Regions from separate parts of the Anser cygnoides genome. Here region 2 is linked to region 1. Evidence: chromatin contacts called from public Hi-C data. All regions are on one chromosome and are shown on one strand. The core of a region is the stretch at or near the end of the contact, and the rest is flanking DNA. Distances in the headings are between cores, read along the strand shown.

Region 1 (7,765 bases), core at 2,924-5,423:
GAAAAGACAAGAGATGGGGGGTGGAGACTGGGGCTATATATAGAACAGAAAAGGTGTCTGAATTTATAATTACATTTCTTGAACTTTACCAAAAAACCTTCATACTTCTGGGATTAAATTTTACTTTTGCCCCATACCAAGTCTAGGTCAGAAATGCAAAGGAAAATGCAGCTTTAAGCCTCTCTATCAAATTTCACTCCTCACTCTCCCTGCAGCAGAGTCTGTCCTGCTATTTAGTTCATTGCAGGGTCTGAAATATACAGAAAGAAGGCTCTCTCCTCACTTGGCATTACATTGAAAAGCACTTCCACATCCCATAAAAATACTCAAGGGCAGAAATCATCAGGCAGGCCTCCAGAAGCTAAACCCTCCCAACCCCAATCCCACACCCCTCCCCGCGACAGTAACCCACCCCCATTTAGGAGTCTGGCGCCCGAATTCTGCCAGCAAGCCTTCACACCCTGGCAACCCATCAGCCTGGCTCACTAAACCGGCCAAAACGCCTAATCCAAGACAAGGGAAAGGGTCTCCCCCTGGCGCAGCAGGCTGACACGCCAGGAGGCTGCCACACACGGCACAGGGCAGCCCGGCTGTCCCCTCAGGAGGCTGCTCCCTGAGGGGAAGGTAACATAAAAAGGTCACAGCCATCCCCAAAGCCTGGGAGGCGGCAACCAGGGCAAGGTGGTATTGCAGGATCTTGTGGCATCAAGGTGGCCGGTGAAACACGTTCCTTGACCTCCTTTGCCAGGGGAGTGCTTCACGTTAGGGGCTGCCCATGTCCAAGCCTCCCACCCCTTCCCTCTGGCCAGGATAAGCCTCCCGCTGGGCCTCACTTGAACACGAACTCTCTGCAAATCATCAAACATCATCAAGTCCATCGTGAGGCGCCACGCTGTCCGCAGGATCCCCTCCGACCCAGGTACCACAGCCCCGCTTCTTCCCCTCGCCTCCCACCAGCCTCAGCAGCAGCCCGCGCACGTCCCTCAGCCTTCCTAACTCAGCAGAGGCCAGCACGAGGCATACGCCAGGGTTAAGTTAGAACTCTGCAAAGGACAGACGCACCTACAAAGGCCAACACACATCAGAGAACACGGAGGGCAAACGCCCCCAGAGGCTAGGACTCCCTCCCTAGCACCACGTATGACTTAGCCCCATATCCTCCCCTCCATCACCCCTCAAAGCGCACAGACCCTCGCCCTCCATCCCCTGCAAGCAAGGCAGATCCAGCACCTACTCCTCCTAGCAGCCCAGTGCTGACCCCTGAAATACAAGCAGCACCAGGACCCTTGCTACATGACATAGCAAGGAAGAGCTTAAGAGCTTGCTCAGAATTCGGAAGCACGTTGAAATGGTTATTTTAGAGCGAGAGCCATCAGGAGAGAGGATAGGGCATGGCACAGCTTTTGCAGAGCAGTTATTACGTCCCTTTTCTATATCTTTCCAAACAGCACAAGGCCCACCAACATGGGGGAATTTCTTCCCCCATCCTCTGCTTCTGCACAAAGGTTAACAGGGTGAATTCAAACACTCTACACTTTAGTGACAAAGCTAAAAAGCTACATTAATTTAATCCATTATATATTTTACATTAAAAGAGCCACTTAAGGAGGGCAAGGGTTACTCTTTTTAGGGTAACATCAATTTAGGATCAATGGGGTTTACTCATTTAAGCAAGTGCAGTTAAACCAGTGCAACCTGTGTTTAAAGAAGCTGTATATTGGCAGAAAGATTGTCTGACATTTCAGTTAATCCTGCACTTTCATCTACACTACCCACTAGGTATTTGTAAAGTCTCTGCCGTACCCATTAGCTCCCTATCACAGATGATACACGAACAAACAGTTCGAAATCATTTCCCCACTGCTGGCTCTCCTGTTTGTCCCAAAGTCACGGCTCAGAGGAATCACAGACCCTTCCTCCTCTCCTTTGTTCCAGTGCCAGAACCCATAGGGGATGCAAGTTCCCATTGCCTTCACCCTAGCAGAGATGGGCAGCCCCTCTGACCAGGCACAGTACCATGGCTCTTTTCCAGGGCTGTCCCCAGAACATGCTCCTACCCCACTTCCTTAGCCGCACAGACAATTGTTTTATGAACCATACACTGAACCAGAAGAGGGGTTCGATCCAGGTTAAAACTCACTTTGTAAAGAAAAGGCCATTTTTAAAGTTGGTCCCACTTACGGCCCTGGTTGATGGCACAAGCCCACTAACATTTCACCTGGTACAAGGGAAGAGATGAGGCATGACCTGATATCCACCAGCCGCATCTCAACAGCAGCATGCAGCTGACCACACAGTGTATAGGAACGTGGCGCTCTGTTGTGCAGCTCGGTAACACAGCTGTTTGAGTTACTAACCCCCGTCTGCTTGTAGGGTGATGTCCTCCACCCCTGGGGACTCCCCACACAGCCCCTGGTAAGGCACAGGCCTGGCACGCGCGAGAGCAGCACACAGCAAGGGCGTGAAGCCCACACCCAACGCAGCTACAGCTCTTCCCCAGCTTTTGGAAACTTGTTGCAAGATTGCCGCACAGAAAAAAAAAAGAAAAACACAAGATGGAGGTTTCAACCAGCAGCAGCTGACTCTAAGAGGCATTGGGCTGATTTAAAACAAAATATCTATCTTGCTTCTGAGTCTTTAAAGCATCTCTACCCTGCTGTGAAGGCTACCAGAAGGGACAGCCTCACTCCCAAGCATGTCTGCCCAATTTTCACTTGCACACAAAGATGTCAGTCCTGCTCTCCCACCACCACACAAAGTTTAAAGCCTCAGAAGTAAATCCAGCTTAAGGTCAGCCCACACCTGAGCAATCCCAGCTCGTACACAAGGCTGAGAACAAAGAGGAAAGTGAAAGTCAAGAGATTCAAAAAAGCCCTCTTACAATCCTCCCTTCCTCCTAGAGCCACGTTCTGCTGCATTCACTCCAAGTCAGAGAGCAGAGGTTTGGCCCTGCCAGGACCCTCTGCAGAAACAGGATAGAAGTGACGCATACAAATTCCTTGCAAGGAACTTCTTAAATGCACTGAGACCTAACACCCTTGCAAATCCCCCGATATCAATTTACCTGCAAGGTCAGGACCTCCTCCTCACACCAAGAAACACAGCCTCGAGCCAAAGTCAACAAGACCGTGTACTTCCATAGCAGAGGGACTGGGCCCCACAATCCCTGAGCAGCACCCACAGTCTGATGCGCAGCCTGATGAGATACGCACGTATCTGGCATCTTAAGGGCTTCCTGCAGATAGCACGACTTTGTTTTCTACACAAACTTACGCTACACCGGTGCTAGAATCGGGACTGTATGAATACGGTCAGCGCTGAATGTGCTGCGGAGTTTGTCATCATGAACACGTTTGTGCTGACACGAAACCACAGATCTTTGTTCAGGCTCTCTCCAGAGCAAAGCGAGAGCAACGACACGCGCGTGCCCTGCAGGCTGCGAGCCACCACGCTCGCAGAAAGTCTGCCAACGAAGCAGGACCGGGAGCAAGAAGCGTGCTTCTCTCCCAACCTCTGCCAGGGTGCTGGGAAGCCAAGACTAGTTAGGAGAGGGAGGTGGAAGCAGCATCAGAAGCACTAAGTCTCCTCCACAGGTCGCAGAACCTTCTTTGTGTCTGACCCCTCCCGGTCTCACAGCGAGCCATGGAGCAGCTGAAGTCAGGGAAACTGTAAAAATGCCACTCCCTCATCCCACCTGCACCTCCATTCGGGGAGGTGAACCAAGAGCCTTGGAGAAACTGAGTCAAAATGCCAAAGGGTGAAACTTTTACTTCACAGCTGGAGCCCATCTCACACCCATCTCACACCTCACCGCTGCTGAAGGCGGAGGAGGGCCTGCTCAGCCAGCATCTCCCTGCCCTCCTGACACGCGCTCCCCGCCTCTCCCCCACCTCCTGTTGACTCTGGCATTTGTCCATCCAAGCCAAGCACATTTCACTAAAACTAACCTGGCAAAATAAAAAGCAAACAGCGTTTTCCCTGAGTTATTAAATCAAATCAGCTGGCTGCGAGATCAGACAAACAGCAGAGCGGGTGCGCAGGGAGCAGCAGGCTCACGTGGACAGGGCCTCTGCTGTCACGTAGCTTCACCCCGCTGCTGCCAACCTGAGCAGGGGAGCCTAATCCAAATTAAAAAAGGTTATCTCAACTAATTCCTAGTTTTATACTGCATACCCTAAGAGACAAGGAAGGGAAGGGGACCAGCAGGAGACCTCCTTCCACCACGGCACTGCTCTATGCTGTCTGAAGGACTGCATGTGCAAATCCAGCATGAAGGACAAGGAGTACACCTGGAGCTTTGGCCACCTCAGACCCACTGCTCTGGCCCGACACAACCCATTTTACTTTTCTTCTCCCTCCTAGAGATGAAACGTGCCAGAATAAACTCACGGGAGCCAAGGCCTCTGAAAGAACCACCCCTCGCTGTCGCCTACCTTTTGCTTCCGCGCAAGGCAGCGGTGCCAGCTCCCACTTCAGTTTCTGCACTTGAGGGAGCTGCTCGGTCTCACAGCTCTGCCCAGGGATGCTGCATGCTCCAGCTGCGGCTGTGAGCCGCTCAAGAGCACGCTACGCTTTGTTTTTGGCACCTACCCTGACCCCTCAGAGAGATGATCCCAGTCTCCTGCAGATGCCAAGACACACTTTGCTCCCAGCTCCATCCTGCCCAAGTCAGGACGAAGCTCTGCCAGGAGGATTCCCAGCCTTCGTCCTTCTCCATAACCCTTTCAACAGCCTCAGGTGCGATTTTTTATTTTTTCTTTTGCTATTGCTGTTTGCATAATGCATTTCAGAGCTACTGGAGCCCTCTGACTTTCAAAGGAGGCAAACAGACTAACACACCACCATGACAGCACTGCAACACGCACCACAAAGAGTGGGAATCTGACACTGTTAAGTTCCTCCATTACTTAAAACAGCAAATGGTAACCCAGAAAAGCACTGCCAGTGCCAGGTGCTTGATACAGATGCACACTGCTGTATCTTCTTCGGAAGGCAAGCATGGAGAAATCAACGTAGTTTCAAAAAGCACTTCCCATAGTAGTAAATGGAAATCTTAAGGTAATGATATTTTGCAAGGCAGCAGGTAAGAAAAGGTTTCCAGATCTAAGCAATGTATTTCATTAAGAGTTATTAAAGTTTACACAACAGACTGAAATCTCCAAGGTACAGGATGGCAGAATTCCCACCTGCAAAGGCTACTGCATTACTAATAGCACTTACTGAGCCCTCCCATAAATGGTACTAATTCATCTTTAAATCACATTTTGCAGGTTTAAAAAAAAAAGACTAAGAAACCTAAGAAACACCCCTTACCTTTAATATGTAACCCTTAACATTTTACATAAAACATGCATTGCGTAATACACAAAGGTGAATAGATGTTTTAATTGTTTGGGGAAGAGCTGGAGCTGACATATAACGACTTAGCTGCTATAAATGCTGCTTAAAGCAGTTTTGGACCAGGTCTAAACGTATTTACTTCTGATGAAGTGAGATTAAACAAGTACTTCCATTCCCAATCCTGCGTTTTCTTTATCAATGCAGACCTTATATTTATTGCATAGGGTAAAATCCCCTGCTTACAGTACCCACGATGACTGTTAAACAAAATAAGACAAGGGAGGCACCGGCTCCCATAACTTGAAGAACTCCTCCTTACTGGCTCACTGATATTACTCAGGCTCATAGCGTAATTGTACATGCACAGCTGCAATACAACGAGGTACCTATGTGACACAGGAGAATTCAAACAAAATTAAGAATTAGAAGAAAAGCTGCTCCGCCTTCCTTCCCTGCTGCTGCCGCTGGGGTCTCCAGCAGCAGCTCACAGGCGTGGGGAGAGCCCTGCTGCCCATCTCCACCTCCTTGGGCACGGGGCTTCTCCCAGGTCAGCAGATAATGCCTGCAACCCCCTTGAGCTTGTGCTTTCTGAGGATTGCCTAGATTTAGGAGCTGGTACCTCGCAGAAACACCATCCTTGTACACACGATAGCAACACTGAGCGTAGGGGAATATTTTAAACTGGAATCCTGCAACTTAAGGAACGTTTTTTAATTTAAAAGTTATGAATTAAGCAGTGCTTAGCTCTTCCTATACGTGACTACACCTGACTGGCACCGTAATCTATATGCAAATAAAGTTCTGAGGGCATTTTTGTATCCTCCTAAGGAAACAGAGGCTACTATTTGGGTTTCCATACAGAGCAGCAGCACTGGAAGTGCAGACCGAAGGGCCGTATTGCTTCAGAATGACTGTAGGTGCTGTGCTACAAAAAACATGGTATCACACATTATGACAGTGTGAAAAATATTGCTTTAAAAATTACCCAGTTAAAGATTAATCATCCAGCAATGATTACAAAGGTCACTTTGTGGCGATAAAAATTATTACCATTAGGAGAGCTAGAGGAGAAAATGAAGAAAACATGGATAGCAACACAGTTCCCCTTTTTTCAAGTAATCAAGTTCAACCCATACCAAGTCTGAACTTCACATCATCAGATTTTATTTTTTTAAAAACTTTCTTAAAAACATATCTGATCCGAGACGCTTTTTTAGTTTAAGAGCCAGCAGTAAAGCAAAAGCTATGGCCTACATTTTGCCCACAGCCCAGGCCAGAGCGAACAATAAAGCCAGAACAGATGTTGAGGCCTCGCCTCGATTTTTTTTTTTACTGAATAATACAAGTCCACTCATTCTTTCCTGCAAGCAGGTGGCACCAATGTGCAGCCATAGATGAAGCCTGAATAACTATACAAGCAAACAGCCTTTCAATGTATACTTCGAGTGTGTAAAATTATTTTTCTATATGCACGCGATTCCAATCCGGGCTTTGCCGGGAGTTGTGCATGCACAAGGCCTGCAGCCCCTGCAGGAGCAGGAAACACATTAACATAACATCAGAGCACGAATACACCCCCCCACGCTCCGCATTAAGAATCACACCTCTGCTAATCACAACAGGCTTTTGTCTAGACATGGCTGGGGCTTTGTACCGGGATGGGAAGGGGGGAAGCTTCTTTAAAGAAAGACTTGAAATATGAAATTACATTTTCAAAAGGCTTGTTTTCTCCTCTTCAAGATTTGCAACATCCACTTTTTCTTCTCAAAAAGGAGGAGGGCTGGTAGCTGTAAGACTACAGCAACCCCGAGCACGCAACCGAAAAAGAAAAGCAGGCCTCCCGAGGCTCACCTGCCCCCCTCGCCATTCACCGGGAGCACCCATGCAGGACCTCCACAGAGCCATTTCAGCGTTGTCACAAACAGGTAAATGCACACACGGTGTTAGTTCTGAGAGCCAAACCCCAACCCGAGTGAGACAACTGCTGCTGCTTGCTGTTCGGTTTCCCTGAACACTGACCCAACAAGAGATTTCCTTCCTTCCCTCCACAGTTTCCCTTCCACTTACATTCAGTGACCAAGCCATGCAGGCAGACCTACGTGCACGCAGGAAAGATCTGAGTATAGAAACACACACCACAAGAAATCTTTAAAAAAGGAACAATAACATGGCACGATTCCCTCAAGTGCCAGGTTTCAGGCTGCTGACCAGCACCTAGGCACTGCCAAATCTGTCCGAAGCCAAACAGTTTTCTGATGAGGAAGCAAAAATAAGGCAAACGTCTTCCTCTTTGCACCACAGGCAGTTCTGCCGCCTCCCCATTCCTTGACAATCACCAACTCCTACACACAAGCTCTGCACTCGCGTGGCCTCCCATTCCTGTATGAGGCCAGTCCTCAGCTCTTCCTCCCCATTAAGCGGGGTC
Region 2 (7,765 bases), core at 2,706-5,205, 130 kb before region 1:
ACTAAAGTTTCAGCAGCAAGCATAAAAGCGGACTACGACCGCACTGAAGAGGCAATTCAAGAGGTTGCAACCAGTACACAAGAGACAAGACGTGATGCTGAGAACAAGAGTCTTGGAGGCAAGAAGGTTAAGAGAACTGCCATGAGTGAGAAAGGAAAGCGCCTAATGAAAGTAGTTTAGCATTAGAGACTGCCCAACTCCACTGGCATTGCTGAACATCCATGGCTGGGCAGAGGTGACCCCATCATGAGCTTAGGACTTGGCTCTTTGTTGAAGGGTGCAAGGCAAAAGGAGATTAGAAAAAGAGGAGAAGTGTTATTCCATAAGCAGCTGAACTGGTAAAACTTAACTACCTATGGATTTGTTTCTTGTGCATGATTGCAGGAAAAGCTAAAATTCAGTTTCCTGTTGGTTTAAAACATGCAGATACTAATTTCTCTTTTCCCTCTGCAACTCCATATTCTTTTGTCATATTTGAGACTTCTACCATTCGGTCAACTTTTGAAGTCAACAACCAGCTTCAAGCACACTGATGGGTGAGAACAACAAATACAGGGAACGTGATTTTCCTTAGAGTGCCAGAATAAAACAAGACACGGCCTGATTCTGACCCACAAAACAAACAAAAAGAGGCACTAAAAGAGGTGCTGCAGGGAGAATTGGCAAGTCAAGACAGCACAAAGTGCCTGAACTTATGCACCATACAAAACAACTATACTGAATGTTTGCTTCCTCATCCTGTTTCTTCAAAACAAAAAGGAGCTAAATATCAGATATTTAAAGTCTTTCAAAAGCATTATTTCTTCATGGAAACTGAGTAATTGGTCACAAGGAGGCAGGGGTGAAAAGAAGAATACTCAAGATTCAGCTGAGAAAGAGTACTGAATGCCAAATGAACAGCAGGTGAGAGTTTCACAGAGATATGAAACTGCTCAGTGGCTGAACTGTCAGCTGGAAAAAGAGATTTCATACCAAAATAAGCTGCACAGTGCTCCACATGACTCCCCTTTTGGAATTGGTATATTGAATATCATGTCACAGAAAACAACCAGAAAGCACACCGATAAATAAAGTTTACTATGCAATATGCTTAACAGTGAGATTTGTGCGCTTCAGCTTTTTTGGTTTTGTTTCATGAAGAAGTATGTCAGACAAGAAAAGCTAAACAAGTGCAGCACTACAGCAGCCAGCTTGGTGAGGAATTCTCTTCCGCAGCGCTCTGAACAGCCAGCATTTTCTTAGGCAGCAAAACCAGGAAGCCATTCATAAAGTGCTGCAATAAAAATACAACAGAGAACTGAGCTTAAAAGAACACTAAAACCTCTTTATTACAACCCAAAAGCTGCATTTAACAAGGAGGTGGGGAGACTTGATGTTCATCGCAAACTGCACACACAAATTAAACTACTGTATGCACAGAGCTACATCCTCAGGCATGAGTTACGTGCTATTACACACGTATATGAGATCAATGGTGAACACAAGTGCAAATACTACAATTCAGCTGCCATCCCTTTGCAAACAGCTTTCTATTACGGTTTACATACCACTACAGGGTGACATCTGCAACATCGTCTTTTCCTTTCCAGGACTCTCAACAGTGGGACTCAGATTATACCCCCATAATCAGGTTTTAAACTGCCAACAAGAGGCACTTTTGAAGTCACACCTCAGTAAGATACTACGTGCTTACAGTAGTAAAGATAACCACTTCTAGAAAGCAGGGAGGTGAGCCTGGCTAGAACATTCAAGATATGCCAGTTCTGGTGGGAGCTGCCGACTCCTAAAGGCATGGCAAGCTGCCATCAAGTCAAAGACTTCAGTCCTTGTTCAGCAAGCTAAATCTGAACTCCTGATTCACCACTAGCTGCTTCCTTAAGCTCCAGCTTTCTTATCCCTGGGAAAAGTCATCACAATAACAAGAATCAATTTTAGACGTCTTAAAACTCAGTCTGTTGGACAAACTGTTAAATCTTGGACAATCATCATTCAGGACAGATCAACACAGAAAAAGAGGCACAATCTCCAAGGTTGGTTCTGTCCACTATTGATTACAATTCTTTCAGCCGTTTCTCATGCAGTCAGCATACGCTTACAGTCACGCTTCTTCAGAGTAACAAAAGTGGAGATTCTCTGGTCATCGTGTCTGTGACAACGCTTGCTCCCCCAAAGTCGGTCACATCTCGCTGAGCTCTATTTTGTCATTCCTCTTAATACAAGTGAGGTCCAGCCTCAGATACTAGAGTGTCAAGTAGTATTTCAGGCCGCACATGCTGCAACAAAGGTCAGTACAATTTCTTCTTTCTCAACTCATACTAATATTAGAAACTGGAAGCAAAAGTAAGTTTACCGACTTGACTTAAGATGTTCCAAGAATTAGACAGCATGGAAGTTACCAAAACAGCATTTTTCTCTTTCCTTGTTTAAGCAAGAACACTGCTCTCGTTGCAGAGAGGGCAGACATCCTAGAAATCTGCGCTAAAGTTTTTGAATTATGCCACATAGTTGGCTTTTGTTGTTCGGTTTATTTGCTCCTTAGGAATAAAACTCATTTGCAACTTAGAAATACAATAAAGCTTCTAAAAAATTTTAAAATAAATTTACATCTGAAATAAAAAAAGACAAAAACAATCCGTAACTCTTACTGAATCCCCAAAAAGCTCATTTAGAATTGGAACGCAGTATTTACTACTTAGCAAGCTCTGCATGAAGACAGTTTCAATACATTGGCAATATAAAGCAAATAAGCTTTTACCAAAACTTTAAAATCAAAAAAGGTCAAGCAGCTATTTCAATAAAATGTTTATGTTATGAAGATAACAAAAGATACAATCTACTTTTGTTTTACTTAGGACAGAAAAGCTTTTCCATCAAATTGCAAGCTACACTAACAACAGAAGTTACCCAAAGAGAACGGTGCTGCACACACAATACCTAAATTAAGCTCTGAAAGAAGAAACCTGAAGTTGGATGGGAGCTAAAGATCACAACAGAACAGTGACCAATTAAGATGATCCGACCTTTCTTCTTCAAAGAGCAGCATTTATATTTTTATTTAAGAAGTGTAAGAAAACACAAACTTTAGTGTCCTATCCTAACTAGGCCATTTTCGGTAATATGGAGTGTTTTCTTCTTAAACCTAGTTTTTACTGAAATAGGGCTCCTTGTTTTCTATCCATCCTTCCATTCGTGTATCAGCCTCTCGAAAAAAATACAACACAACCAACTGGGAACCAACTGTACAGACAGGTCTCATGAAAATGGGCAGCTCTGTGGGGAACAGAAAGAGAAACTTAATGTAGCATCCCAGTGAGTAAAAGGCTAGGAAAGTGCAACCTCAAACACCACCGCCTCTGTGTGGTCTATCAGCTGGCCAGTCTGCATAAGCTACATCTAAACCACCAGCTCCCCCTTGTCTAGGCAAACTGGGTGGTCTTCATCCTCTCTATTACTGTAATGGGAAGGTAGGGTGTTTGAAGGCCTTTTTTTTTAATTATTGAGGAAGGGGGAGAATTGGGTCAAGAAGGGGATATAGTGCACAGATTTGTAGGAAACCAGACACCAGACTTCTTCAGTTTCAGTCTTCACAGAATTTTCTTTTGTAATTTACAGGATACCCTCAGAGAACCAAATAATTGTTTACTTGCAGTGGTATTTCTAGTTCTTCAGTCTTCCTAGCCTACGTGTTTCTATCACAAAGTTATTGCTTCAAGTTATCGCACAGAATTACTTTAAACGATGAAAAAATTAACTTTGTCTTTCAGCATTTTATAGCTTCTAATAAATTCCTAGTACATACCTATTGAAAAGAACATACACCTCTCTTTTACTATCTTTTAGACAGTCTTCCGACTCAATTTTGCTTGCACTTCTGAATTCAATTATAATATACAACATACTGCCATAACACGATGACTGGTTAAAACAATAATGCAAGCTGAAAGGAGTATATCAGTGACAACATATTATCAATTTATCCAATGCAACAAATGTCAAAAAAAATTAAAGCTGAGCAGGAAGACTGCCATGGGTATTTTGACTCCAGAGCTCCTGAGCATGAGGTATCTCACTGCAGAGGCCTGGTCTCACAGCATCCAGGCACCACCTTGGCCTGATGTTCAGGCCAAAGCCCCACAGCTGTTGAGTCTGAGCAGGGGCACAGAAGAAGAACTGAGAAATAAAACGTAAGTAGTTTAACTCTCACCACAGAAGTATCTAGGTAGTGACCAAAGCAGCACTGGAGCGGCAGGTTTGAAAGCACAGGATCATCCATTGATTTTGCCTCGTACCAAGTTCAAAAGTCACTTCCCTCTTCTTGTTTGTACAGGGAAGTTAATGATTTTTCCCCTCCGTGCGCTTGTTCTGTTTGATGCACTGTTTACTGTCTCTGTACAACACGTACAGGATCAACCACCAGTGCTTCAGTGTTTCTAGTGTATGCTTTGTGGGGAAGTTCTGAGGGGCACCAAGGGGGGACAGGGGAGGGTGGCAGTCACCAACTTCAGGTATAACTTTACACGGTGAAAAGCATGAGACCATCCCTCACGTTTTTTCGTGCAACACATTCAAATACTAATTCCTATACAAAAATAAAAGCAGCACTGGCATGTAAAAACTTTTTCATGTAGTAAAAAGAACTGGGTATTTTAACTGCTATAACCTTCATCTTACACTTGTGTAAGCATCCACCTTCCTTGCATAAACTAATACAAACCAACTTTGAACATGACCTTGATATAACATACAAAATAGAAAAAAAAAATCAACAGGGAGTTGGGAGAAAAGAATCACTACTTGGATATAAGCACATAAGATACAAGCATCTGAATGCACACGGGAAAGACTGAGTACTCTCTGCATGAGAAGCTTTGGCCACTCACTAGCTCTTCAGTCAGTTATTAGGTACAGTACCCTGGAATCATTCAGCTTGGAAGAGACCTCTGGAGGTTATCTAGCCCAACCTCCTGTTCAGAACAAGGCTAACTTCAAAGACTGGGCTGCTCAAGGCCTTGCCCAGCTGAGTTTTCAAAACCTTGAAGACTGACAATACCACAGCCTCCCCGAGTAACCTGCTCCAGTGCTCAAAACTCCCGCTGTGAAGAAGTTATTTTATAGCTATTACAATACGATCTGGTACAGAGAAAAGGCCTATCCTTATACATGAACTGCTATGCTCTCAAGCAACTAAAGCAGGTTTCACCATGTTTAAGGGCTCTACGCACTAAAAATTACTGAACCAATAGCAAAACTGGATTTGGGTTGAATGGTATAGACTATTCCTTCTTTTCCTAGGTGAACTGGGAAACCGTAAGTATAAAAAAAGATCTGGTATCTTGAAGTACTTTCAAAAGAATAACCATGTATGTCGCTTGAACCACAGATATTACAACACTGGGTCCTTCCTGTGTTCCAGTTTGCAAGATTACTGAATAGCAGAAAATGAGTGGTAAGTTAGTTTCATATTTTATTCTTTTAACTTTTTAACACTTTCTTTGTCTCCATTTCTTTCAACTACATATTCACGTGAAGTGACTTACAGCATTAAACAAGACAGCACCTCAATACAACAAGCTCAATTTAGCAAGCCTGCTAGACTGTACTTTCATGGAAACAGTTCTAATATGCTTGTTACACTGAGCAGTAATTATATCACTATTAAGAGTTCAGAATAGGAATATTTGTAAGTAATAATGTAGTATTCATTCTTTTTGGAATCCAAGAGTCCAGAGACTGACAATTTTAATAACTACTCAGTGTTGAGTAGGATAATTAACATCCAGTCTAATATAAACTGCAGCAAGGGGTGGGAGTAACAACTCAAAGAGAGTTTTGATTTTAGGTTATTGAAAAAAAAGGCAGCAGAAAAGTAATTCAGTGTAATTTAGTACTGCTTAAAAAGTCAGCTTTTCTATGTATAACTTAATTTTTTGAAAGTTAACATCATTTCTTTCCAATCGTGACATATGAGATAGCAAAACAACCAAGATTCAGTTTGAGGCAGTAGTAAAAAGTGCTTGTATTTCAGCTTGCACTTGCTATCTACAGCTCTTAATAATTACTTCATAATCTCAGTGGGCTACCAAAACACAGTATAAAATCATCTGAAGTACAAGAAATCAAAAGCCTCTTTCAGAAATCAAAGATCTCTCAAGCTTTGAAAGCCTGGTTCACAGGACAACAGATGAGAGACATTCTGTCCAACCTCACCACACATGGGTCAGAAAAAGAAAACTTACCAGGCTACTGCATGTCATCTATGAAATTAACTCCCAGCTGGGACCCACAGCCCTATATGAGGTTTTTAGTAGAAGCATGTAAAGAACAGGAAAGATCAAGAGACAACCAGATAACCACAGGACAAAGTGCAATTCTTCCTCTGCTGCTTTGGGGAAGTCCGCAATTGAGATATGCCAGTCACACGTCAAGGAAGTGGATCAACACCCTGTATTTTCATAACTTCTGGCTCTGTTTCCAAAGGAAAGACACTCACCTATCGCAAAAGATTAAGATTGAATACTCTGGGAATGCCATAAGAATCTGTTTCAAGTTAAAGGTAGTTTCATTTTACAGAACTGTTTTATCTATGCTCTGAAGAGAGCGCTAGCAAAACCTGTTTATATTTGCATCCTGAATACTCCGTCTTTATGGAAATCTATTTTCATCAGACCAGATTTCCTCCACTTCAGAGCAAGTCTAACATTTCTTTTACCTTTATTGTGCAGCATAGCAGTCATTCCTCCAAATGTTACAAGTAGTAATGAAAAATCACATGTATCCAGATGAGAAGATGTATGCTGCTTCCCAGTTATGCCTATTATGATGAGGAAACAGATTTGAATGACCTGTGACAAATCCTAACGAAGATCAACAAGGATTAAAGTGGATGTCCTGTCCAAATCACTTTGGCCAAAGTCCTAGAAAAAGATGTCTCATTACCAAGCGACCTAAAAAGTCACTTTTCCTACTGAGATATGACTCAAGAAAAAAAAAAGCCTGCTGCGTGATTGGGTGCAGCAGGAGCTGGGAGGGGACAGACCCAGGACAGCTGACCCAAACTGGCCAAAGGGGTATTCCATACCATCTGACGTCATGCTAAACAATATATAGGGGTGGCTGGCCGGGGTGGGGGGCCGGCTGCTCGGGAATAGGCTGGGCATCGGTCAGCGGGTGGTGAGCAATTGCATTGCGCATCACTTGTTTTCTTACACATTATTATTGTTAATACTATTACCATTATCACTATTATTATTATTATTGTTATTATTATTTTCCTGTCTTAATAAACTGTCTTTATCTCAACTCACAGGCTTCACTTTCCCGTTTCTCTCCCCCATCCCAGAGAGGGAGGGGGGAGGGTGAGCGAACGGCTGTGTGGTGTTTAGCTGCCAGCCGGGTTAAACCACAACAGTGATTTAATCAGAAACATCTTTATTTTAAACTACATCAGCTCAAGACACCAACATCTTTTAATCTGACATCACCAAATAAGAATCAAAAAGTCTTGCTGTCTTTTAGTCTTTTTTTTTTTAAATAAGCACACAGCAAAAAAAACACTATCAATGGATGCTATTCTTTTCCACTGTTAATCATACAGACCCTCAGTTTCAAGCCTCATGAATACTCTTCAAATCACAGTCTATCTACTCTGCTGACTGGCAAGTACATGAAGAATACTTTCTGCATTGACAGTTCCTGGCAGAATACATCTGTGCTGACTCTAAATGAAACCATCCTTGAAATCTACGCAGCAGTACTACCTATCTTA

What was found. Hi-C and Micro-C count contacts between places; a contact is called where the count stands out from the background.
Region 2: a contact with region 1 is called in a Hi-C map of liver, with 4 times the contacts expected there. The contact joins two enhancer-like sites. A contact is called at or near these places in 2 of 7 Hi-C or Micro-C datasets (both in liver).

What each region holds. Positions count from the first base shown.
Region 1 is chr5:55,582,754-55,590,518 of Taihu_goose_T2T_genome, reverse strand. The region is part of intron 2 of RCOR1 (REST corepressor 1); the gene reads right to left. Among named protein-coding and RNA genes, the nearest start is that of RCOR1, 36 kb to the right of the region's middle. Within about 2 kb of position 4,173, at least 1 of the 3 cell types and tissues checked has open chromatin away from gene starts, as enhancers often do. A contact at or near this core is called in liver, where this site is marked.
Region 2 is chr5:55,716,276-55,724,040 of Taihu_goose_T2T_genome, reverse strand. All of the region lies in intron 4 of TRAF3 (TNF receptor associated factor 3), which reads right to left. Among named protein-coding and RNA genes, the nearest start is that of TRAF3, 33 kb to the right of the region's middle. Within about 2 kb of position 3,955, at least 1 of the 3 cell types and tissues checked has open chromatin away from gene starts, as enhancers often do. A contact at or near this core is called in liver, where this site is marked.